Regions from separate parts of the Sus scrofa genome. Here region 1 is linked to region 2. Evidence: chromatin contacts called from public Hi-C data. All regions are on one chromosome and are shown on one strand. Each heading gives the region's core, a stretch centred on a gene start, on an enhancer-like site or on the middle of the called end of the contact. The rest is flanking DNA. Distances are from core to core; before and after follow the strand shown.

Evidence for each region. A called contact is a pair of places that touch in the nucleus more often than the background predicts.
Region 1: a contact with region 2 is called in a Hi-C map of heart right ventricle, with 2.4 times the contacts expected there. The contact joins the promoter of STARD3NL here to the promoter of PNPLA8 in region 2. A contact is called at or near these places in 1 of 47 Hi-C or Micro-C datasets (heart right ventricle) and 1 of 2 datasets of contacts at active chromatin or transcription factors (alveolar macrophages).

The regions. Positions count from the first base shown.
Region 1 is chr9:108,628,910-108,632,907 of Sscrofa11.1, reverse strand. It overlaps STARD3NL (STARD3 N-terminal like), which reads right to left and starts at 1,521. Exons shown (of 9, transcript NM_001201385.2): 1 at 1,453-1,521. It overlaps LOC102157670 (a long non-coding RNA gene), which reads left to right and starts at 1,793. Exons shown (of 5, transcript XR_002335915.1): 1 at 1,793-2,021; 2 at 3,977-3,998.
Region 2 is chr9:108,317,387-108,321,940 of Sscrofa11.1, reverse strand. It overlaps PNPLA8 (calcium-independent phospholipase A2-gamma), which reads left to right and starts at 1,367. Exons shown (of 10, transcript XM_021063575.1): 1 at 1,367-1,813.

The sequences.
Region 1 (3,998 bases), core at 272-2,771, 310 kb before region 2:
CTACCCATATATAAATTTTCCCCCACACACATTTCAGCCCCTTACTCTGTAATATTTTTTCCTAGCATTTATTATTATCTAACACTGTCATTTCTGTTACATATTTACAGTATCTCCACCAAAATGGAAGGTCTTTGAGGCCGGGATCTTTACATTTTTCAGTATTAAATCCCCCACATCTAAAACAAAGCATGGCATAGATGAAGCGCTCATCAGATAAACTGTTCCAAAGAATAAATTCAGATGATAATAACCATCCTGCTGTGAACATAAGGCAAAGTCCCCTGAAGCAGTTTAATTTCATTTCTTTAATGCAATTTTATGCAATAATGCAATCTTATGCAATAATGCAGTCTTAAAAGGTCAATGTCTGAGACAGCAAGATTCAAAGAGAATGAATTCTTCATGACAATACAAAATATTATATATGGATGCATATACTGCACAATATGCGTTTTCACTTTGAGCATGAATCCTGCCCCACTTTATTAGAGTCCATAAATAAAGTCAACAGAACCATAAGTTGTTTTGTTTTGTGAGTGTATGGGTAGACGGGCTATATATAGATAATTCATATATATATATAAAAAATATATATAAATTAGTTTTCAGAACCCTTCTGAACAAAGAACTCTGAGATGAACAAATTGAACTAACTCCAGTATTTATCACAGGTGTGACCTGTTACTTTATTACCTTGCTAAACTTATTCAAACTAAGTCAAGTGATGAATTCAGTGATTCCATCTGTGAAACAGAAGACAAATGACATGGTGAACAAATGGCACATTAAGAGAATGATAATCCCATTATCCCTGAGAATGATAAGAAACGTTGCATAATGTTAAGTCATGTTTGAACTAAAGAGAGAGAAAAAAAATCCCTTTCTAAACCTAAACCAAAAATAAGCATGCTCCTGAGATTTCAAAATATGGCCAGATACCCATGAGTGAGCAAAGCAATGAACTGAAACCAGAACCAGAACATTCGTGACTTGTGCTTTAATTTTTAAATTTTGTTTTGAAAACAGCTTTTCTTAATGAATAAAAGAGGTCAGTAACAAACCTCCTCTGTATCAACGCACTATTCTGCACTCTTGTCACTCTGGAGGGCCCACGGGGCCAGCAGTGGCCTGGATCCCACCAAAGACTCCTTGGGTTCCGCAGGGTGAAGGAATGAAGACCTCACTACCTGCATCCACTCCCCGAAACCCAGCCCAAACCTGGATGACAAGGGCCTCTGAAATCTGAAACTTCACTTTTGTATCCTTTATAAACAGAGCCTGCCTAGCCCCTCCTCCGCCTCCTGAGTACGGGGACGCTCAACACACAGAACCGAACGCTTGGCTAGGACCTGCGATAGCGGGTCTTCAGTAAGCCCCCGGCAAATCATCTGATCCCAGATGACTCAGTTTTCCAATCTGTCAAATAGGGAGACGAGAAACCCAGCCTACCTCATCGGGTTGTTCCCGGCCGGCCGCCTCAGGCTGGCCGGGCGACAGCGGCTCCCGGACTGTGCCCGCAGGAGTCCTTGCGGGCGGAGGGGCGGAGCTGGGCGGGGCGGGACCGGGAATCTAGCCCTGCGGACCACACACAACCCACCGCCCGCGGAAAGGTGCCCCCAGACCTTCTCGAGTACCCGTCCCGTGACGTCATCACGCTGACGTCGACGCACAGAGGCCGCATCTTGCCCGAGGGACCAAAGATCCGGCTGGGGCTTGGGCCCCTGTATCAGAGTCAGCGATTGGTGAATGACTCTGTCAATCATCTACTACCCAGTAAGGGTCGCGGGAAGGCGGGAGGGAGCGGGCTGGCCTGCCCTGAGTAAAGAGTGGGAATCTAAAAATCTGGCTTTGAGGGCGCAGAGCTAGTTCGATTTGCTCGAGTGCGCCTAACCCTCCTCGTAGATTCCGCTTCCGCCTTCCTTCATTCTCTTGATGGGGATTTAGGCTACAGCACTGGGAAAATAATCATGGGACTGGATTTCAGGGCCCTGGCCACCTCAGCTCTTCAGGAATGAAAAGTAGGACATTGGATTTCTCTGTTCAGGTGTCACCTCAGATTTGATTTCTCTTCAGGCCTCGACACTTAGGATACTTTTTCTGTGCTCTTATTGCATTAACACCACTATCTTAATTGTCACAGTTAACCATATTTTCCCCACAGTATGTATATGTTTTCCCACAAAATTGGCATCCTTTAATTATTAATTCAAATTTATGTTTATATTTTAAGTAAACTTTTCCCCCCATTAGATGCTACAGTTACCTTGTTCAAATATGTGAAAGAATACGTTACATCATGAACATTTTCCTTCCGCTTCCGGTTGCTCAGGCATTCAGTTTGCCTATTAGAGTCAGTGCCTCAGTCGGTGTTGCTGACCTTGGACATTCTTCCAAAGACATTATAAGTGCTATTATTAATTCTAAATTACACCTCACTGTAAATTTAAACATCACAAATTACGCTAATGGCAGTAACTACAAACCGGTCCCTATATGATGACTCCTCGTTCCTGCGCATTTATAAATCTGTAGATGTTACTTTTTTTCCCATTTGACATTATATCCTGGAGATCTTTCCATTTCTATGTATAAATTTACCATATTCTTTTTAAATTTGCTTGGTAGTCCTCAGAACCAGTAGATTTAATCTATGATTCCATTTCTCTCAGACATGTAGTTTGCTTCTTCTTTGCTACCTTCAACATATGTTTGTGTCTTTTTGTACCTGTATCCAAGTGTTCTCTAGGGTAGAGATACTAACATGAAAATGTTCTGGATAGAATATGCACATTTTAAATCTCAGCGTAGATTCCTACCATTTGTTCCTAATAAGTAGCTGTTACAACTAACATTCTTACCCTAAATATATGAGCACCCCTTTCCCTGCCCTGTCGCCAAAAGCAACGAAATACAATTTTTAAAATTTTCTAAATTGATGTGTGTGACAAATTGTTGAGATAACGTGTGCAAAAAAGTGTGATAATTCTGAATGTGTATCTTGGTAACAAAGTCAATACACTTGTGTTACCACCTCCTAGATCAAGATTTTTAGATATTTACCAGCAGTATTGTGTTCCTTCTTAGTAGTTGCAACCTACATAGAAATAGCCACTATTCTGAATTTTATCACCAAAATTAGTTTTCCTGCTTTTGAATGGTTATAAATGGCCATACATAGTGTATACTCCTGTGTGCCTCTTTTCACTAAGTAATATGTTCGTAAGGTTGATCCATATTAAAGAACAGTGAATAAAATTTATTCATTTTCATGTTTGTATATAATCTCAAATTTTCTTTATTCTAATATTGTTTGACATTGGGTTGTTTAAAATTAGGGATGACTACAAATGATGCCGCTATGAATATTCTTGTAACCTGTTTGTTGATGTGCATAGTTACACATTTGATTTTGATATATATATCTAAGAATAGTATTTCTGTGCCAGAGGATATACCTATATTCAGTATTAGTAGACACTGACAAACAGTTTTTTGGCTTTGTCAATTTACAATTCACATCTTTGCCAATACTTAATATTCTCAGTTTTGTGGTCATCGTCTTTTTTGTTTTCAACTTTATTGAGACAAACAATATACAAAAGTTGCAAATATTTAATGTGTACACTTTAATGAGTTTGGATGTATGCATAGATCTGTGATGCCATCATTGCAAACAAGATAACAAATATATACATTACCACCAACAGATTTCTTGTGACCCCCTCTTGCTTTTTTTTTTTTTTTGGTAGTAAGAATACATAGCAAGAGGTGTGCCATCTTAGGTTATTAAGTGAACAACAACCTTGTATACAACTGTAACTTTATAATCATTGAAAAATTCCCTGTTTTATCCACCCCTCATCCTCTGGCAACCACCAAGTCTATTCTTTCTATCTATGAGTTTGACTATATAAATACTTCATTTAATTGGAATCATGCAATATTTGTTATTGTATGACTGACTTATTTCCAGGCATAATGTTTTCCATGGTGAT
Region 2 (4,554 bases), core at 118-2,617:
CTCTCACTCTGCTTCTTGGCTCTACATCTCCAGATGTCTCTGTTGTATTGGTAGTTGAGCCCAATCTCTCCCCAGTTATGAAAGTCTTGACACTTTTGGAATAGTCTTGAGTGAAGTCTTCCCTATTGTTAACAAGTAGAATTTTTTTTCTTTAACAATGAGGAGAAACATCTGTCTAGAATTAGTTACTTCCATATACCTCCAAAGTTTAATTTGTGCCTACACCTTTTAACTATTGTATGGCTACACAACATGTCTAGATCATTCACTGCAGGGGCATATCAGGGATTATGATGTACACAATCCAGCCATTTGTGCCCCAAGATCCTAACAAGCTGGCGCCCTTGCCTTAATTTAAAAAAAAAAAAAGTGGAGTTCCCGTTGTGGCGCAGTGGTTAACGAATCCGACTAGGAACCATGAGGTTGCGGGTTCGGTCCCTGCCCTTGCTCAGTGGGTTAACGATCCGGCGTTGCCATGAGCTGTGGTGTAGGTTGCAGACGCGGCTCGGATCCTGCGTTGCTGTGCCTCTGGCGTAGGCCGGTGGCTACAGCTCCGATTCGACCCCTAGCCTGGGAACCTCCATATGCCGCGGGAGCGGCCCAAGAAATAGCAACAACAACAACAAACAACAAAAGACAAAAAGACAAAAGACAAAAAAAAAAAAAGTATAAATCACACAATTTCTTCCTTAAACACTTAACAATAATCTTACAAGGGGCTAAAGCATTAACACTCGGACATGGCAGGCCTAGAAAAAAGAATTTGCTTTGGTAACATTTTGAGGTTACGGTCTAGTAAAGACTGCTTTTCTAGGTTTTCTAATCTCAACTTAAAGGAAACTATCGTAACTACCCAAAATTTCTGCTGTAGCATGAAAGCTTCTTGACATATAAAGAAGTAGCCATGGCTATGCTCTAAAAAAAAAAAAAACAAAAACAAAAAAAACCCTTTTTTTAAAGGACAGCGAAATCTGAATTTCGTGTCATTGTCATGTATCCCAAAACAGTCTTTTATTTTTATTTTCTAACCACTGAAAAATGTAAAAACCATTCCTAGCTTACAGACTACAAAAACGGACATTTGGTAGGATTTGCCCACTGAACTTAGGTAGTTTACAGACTTGGTATACATAAAACATCAGGACTCACAAAATAAGTTAGGCGTGGGACCTTTTTGGGGGAGAAAAAAACCCAGCAAGCTTCACAGGCTAATTTCCAATAGGATAATGTATGTGAAAGCGCTTTCCAGCGACCAGTAGCCAAGCCTAGATATCGTGAGAGCCCAGAGCGATAAGGACCCTGCCCCTGTCACTCATCACCTTCCAGATGGCTGGTGACGACGGAAACCCTTAGGAAAGGACAGAGCGCTGAGGGCGCTTTCAGAGACACGGAGATGGAGGCTCTGAGGACTGAGGATGGAAGCCTGCAAAGAAGCACGCGAAGCAACGCACACTACCCTCGCCTGCCGCCAAGCGGCACCTCTCCCAGATGCGAGCAGACGCGTGCACGCAAGCACGCCTCCCGCCCAGCGCTCAGCAGTGCTCTATTGCGCATGTCTGGGGAGGGGGCGGAGCGACAACTGACAGGCTGCCAGAGGCCCCAGTAAGCAGAGGAGCTCCTCCCCGGCTGGCGAGTAGGCACGGGCTGCCCGTGCGTCACTTCCGCTGGGGCGGGACGGAGCTGGGCGGGGGGGTGACCCGGCTGCTGCTCCCTGTTTGTGTTGGCTCAACTGATGCGGGCCGGCGGAGAGGACGCCGGTGCCGGGAAGAGGCGCGACACCACTGCCGCCGAAGTAATTGCGGCCTGCGTCCGGGTAAGTGGTCCCTGCGGGCCGGCGGGATGATAGGCTAAGGGAGATGGCAGCCCGGGCGCCCTGGCCACTCGTCTGGCCCTCCAGGTCTTATCTCTTTTCCGAGGGCGCATCCAGAGCAAGAGCGCGGGGAGACGCCCGGCTCTGAGGAGGTCCCAGAACCCAGGCTCCCTAAGGCGGAGGGGCCCCCAGCTCCCAGGACTGGGTGGTGCGAGATGCTCTCCACCTGCTGTGCCCCTGTGCTGCTTTGCTGGTCCAGAGGCGCAGACTGTTTTGGTTTTTCTGGTCCCGCCCCGCGCTTCCTGTCCCACCCCCACGACTCCCTGCCTAGTTTCTCCGAGTCCTTTTGGCTTCCCGTGGACGGTAGGGTTCTCCAGCAGTTCCCCGGTGACTGTCAAAACGGTTTCCCTATTCTGCATCATTTTGGACTGTCAGTGCACCGGATGAATCGGCTGCTCCATGTTTTTATTTATCGGCACTTTCTTTGAAACGGAACTCTATCCGCGACTGCTGTGGCTTAAGCAGCTTCAAGTGTGTGTTTTAAAAAGGTGAAGTTTGTGAATCATTGTGTTGCCGTTCTTCCCGTCATTGTCATGTCTGTCGTCATGCTGGGAGGAACCTGGTTTCTACGCCTAATGCAGTAATAACTTTAAAAAGTGTTGACACCTAGGAAGGACTTAGAAGAGTCGTGGTATGAGGAACTATTCTATAATCCTATTTAAAGCGGTGTTTTTACTACTAGTCACAGATACATCCTGATCTACAGTCCCAGTTACTGAGATTTCCACGACAAAAAGTATGTTTTAGTGTACTGGGAAAATGCTAAGACAGTGAAATAGTAAGAATTTTTTAATTTGAGAGGTTTTTTTTTTTTTTTTAAATATATTACCCTGTGAACCACGTTTTCTGCCTCTTATGAGGCAGGTGTTTCATGCTCATTGTAGTTATTTTGTTAAATTGCTTCTGCAGATTAGTTGTACTTGGAATATAAGAACACGATCTTATTTCGTAATTTTTATTAAACCTTTTCTCAACGTTGATCTTGTTTTCTCTATCAGATCTAAATTAAAATCTTGAAAGCAGTGTCCTATTAACAAGTGAGGCTGGATGAAAAGATCAGTTTCACTAGTTTATATAGTTACTCCCTTCAAGTATAAAGTTAATCAAGTCACATCTCATACTTTGAGTTGTTTTCTTGCTTAGTAATAATGACAGAAGTTTCTGCTGAAGGGTACATACCGCTTGGCTTGTGCAACATACATTTGTGAAAAGGTCATAGTTCTGACCTTTCTTTCCTGTGTCTTATATTTTACTTCGTCCATTATCCGTTACATTTTAGAGCATGCTTCCATCACACTGAATTTTTCTGGATATCTTTTCTCCTGTGTTTTTTTGTTTCCTCGGGGGCCTACCTCTTCCTAACTTTGAATGGCAGTCAAGGCTCTACCCTTGTTCTGTGTACCCCAGAATTTTAAAATTTGAAACCCAAGGAATACTTTAGGAGTTCCATGAATCTCCTGAAAAGTCTTGGTGTTTATATGCAAATAACCATTTTTCAAGGAAGAGGAGCTTTAATCAAGTCTGTGATCCCCAGATTCTCAGGAGGTATTACTGTACACCCTTCTTTGGTGAATCCAGTCTTATGGTTGTAACTGTCACTGTGATAATAAGTCCAAACATACACAGTCTGTGTTCCTCTAGTACATCTCCATTTGAATATCCCACTGTCACTTCATCCTGTAAATCCGAGGGATTTTTATTAAATTGGCCCCCTTCCCAGTTACCGCACATCCACAAGTGTCATTCTCCCTGTTTCTCTGATTAAAAACACTTAAGTTGTTTTGACACTTCTGTCTCTTTATCCCGTTCTTTCCTGTCAGGAAGTCCTGCGTTTTGTTGTTTACCCATTTTGAAAGTGTGGCTCGGAGTAAACCTCATCTCCATTATAGTACTATTACCTTAATCCAAACCCTTGTCACTTTATGTCTGCATCATTGCAGTAACTAAGTGAAGCCCTCTGTAAATTCATTCTTTCCATCCTCAGCAGAGCCTCCACCTAGTAGTTACCTTTGTTCTTCTGGTTAAAACGTCATTCATTCCCTGGTGGTTGGCCTAAGGCTCACTATTCTATTTATACCTCCATTGAACTTATGCTACCCTATAAATAGGTAGCCTAGGCTTCTCTGCTCTTTTCGCAGTTGGCCATGGCACTTTCCAGTTTACATTCTTTATCTTTTTGCAGTCTAACTTTTGTTCCAGCTGCATTTGCTAACTCCCTATCTGCATTTACTAGTAGCTTGTTGATTTTGTTAATAGCTCTCTTTGTTTAGTAACTTTTGCTTAAGCATTACAGTTTCTAGAGAGGTGTATTAACATAGCATGATGGTGAAATTGTCTAGTCTTCCTTTAATTGTGTCCATTTAAAAGTCGGCTTTATAGGCAGGATTTCAGTGTGAAATTGATAGGGGTATTCATAATCCGTCATGAGGATTACATCTTAGGAAACAATGCACATGCCTTCCTGTAATCTAGGCTTGTGTAACTTTGTCCTCTACTTGACTCTTGGGCCCGCCTCTACCATTTTCCCCATTTCTTACTTTGCTTTAACCACCTTCTTGCTCTTCCTGTATAGGCAAAGCTCATTCCTGCCTCCAAAGCCTTGCTTACTTTTTCCTCTGCCTTGAATGCTCCCCCCACCCCCGCCCCCATATACTTCTAATAGTTTGCTTCCTCACTTCATTCAG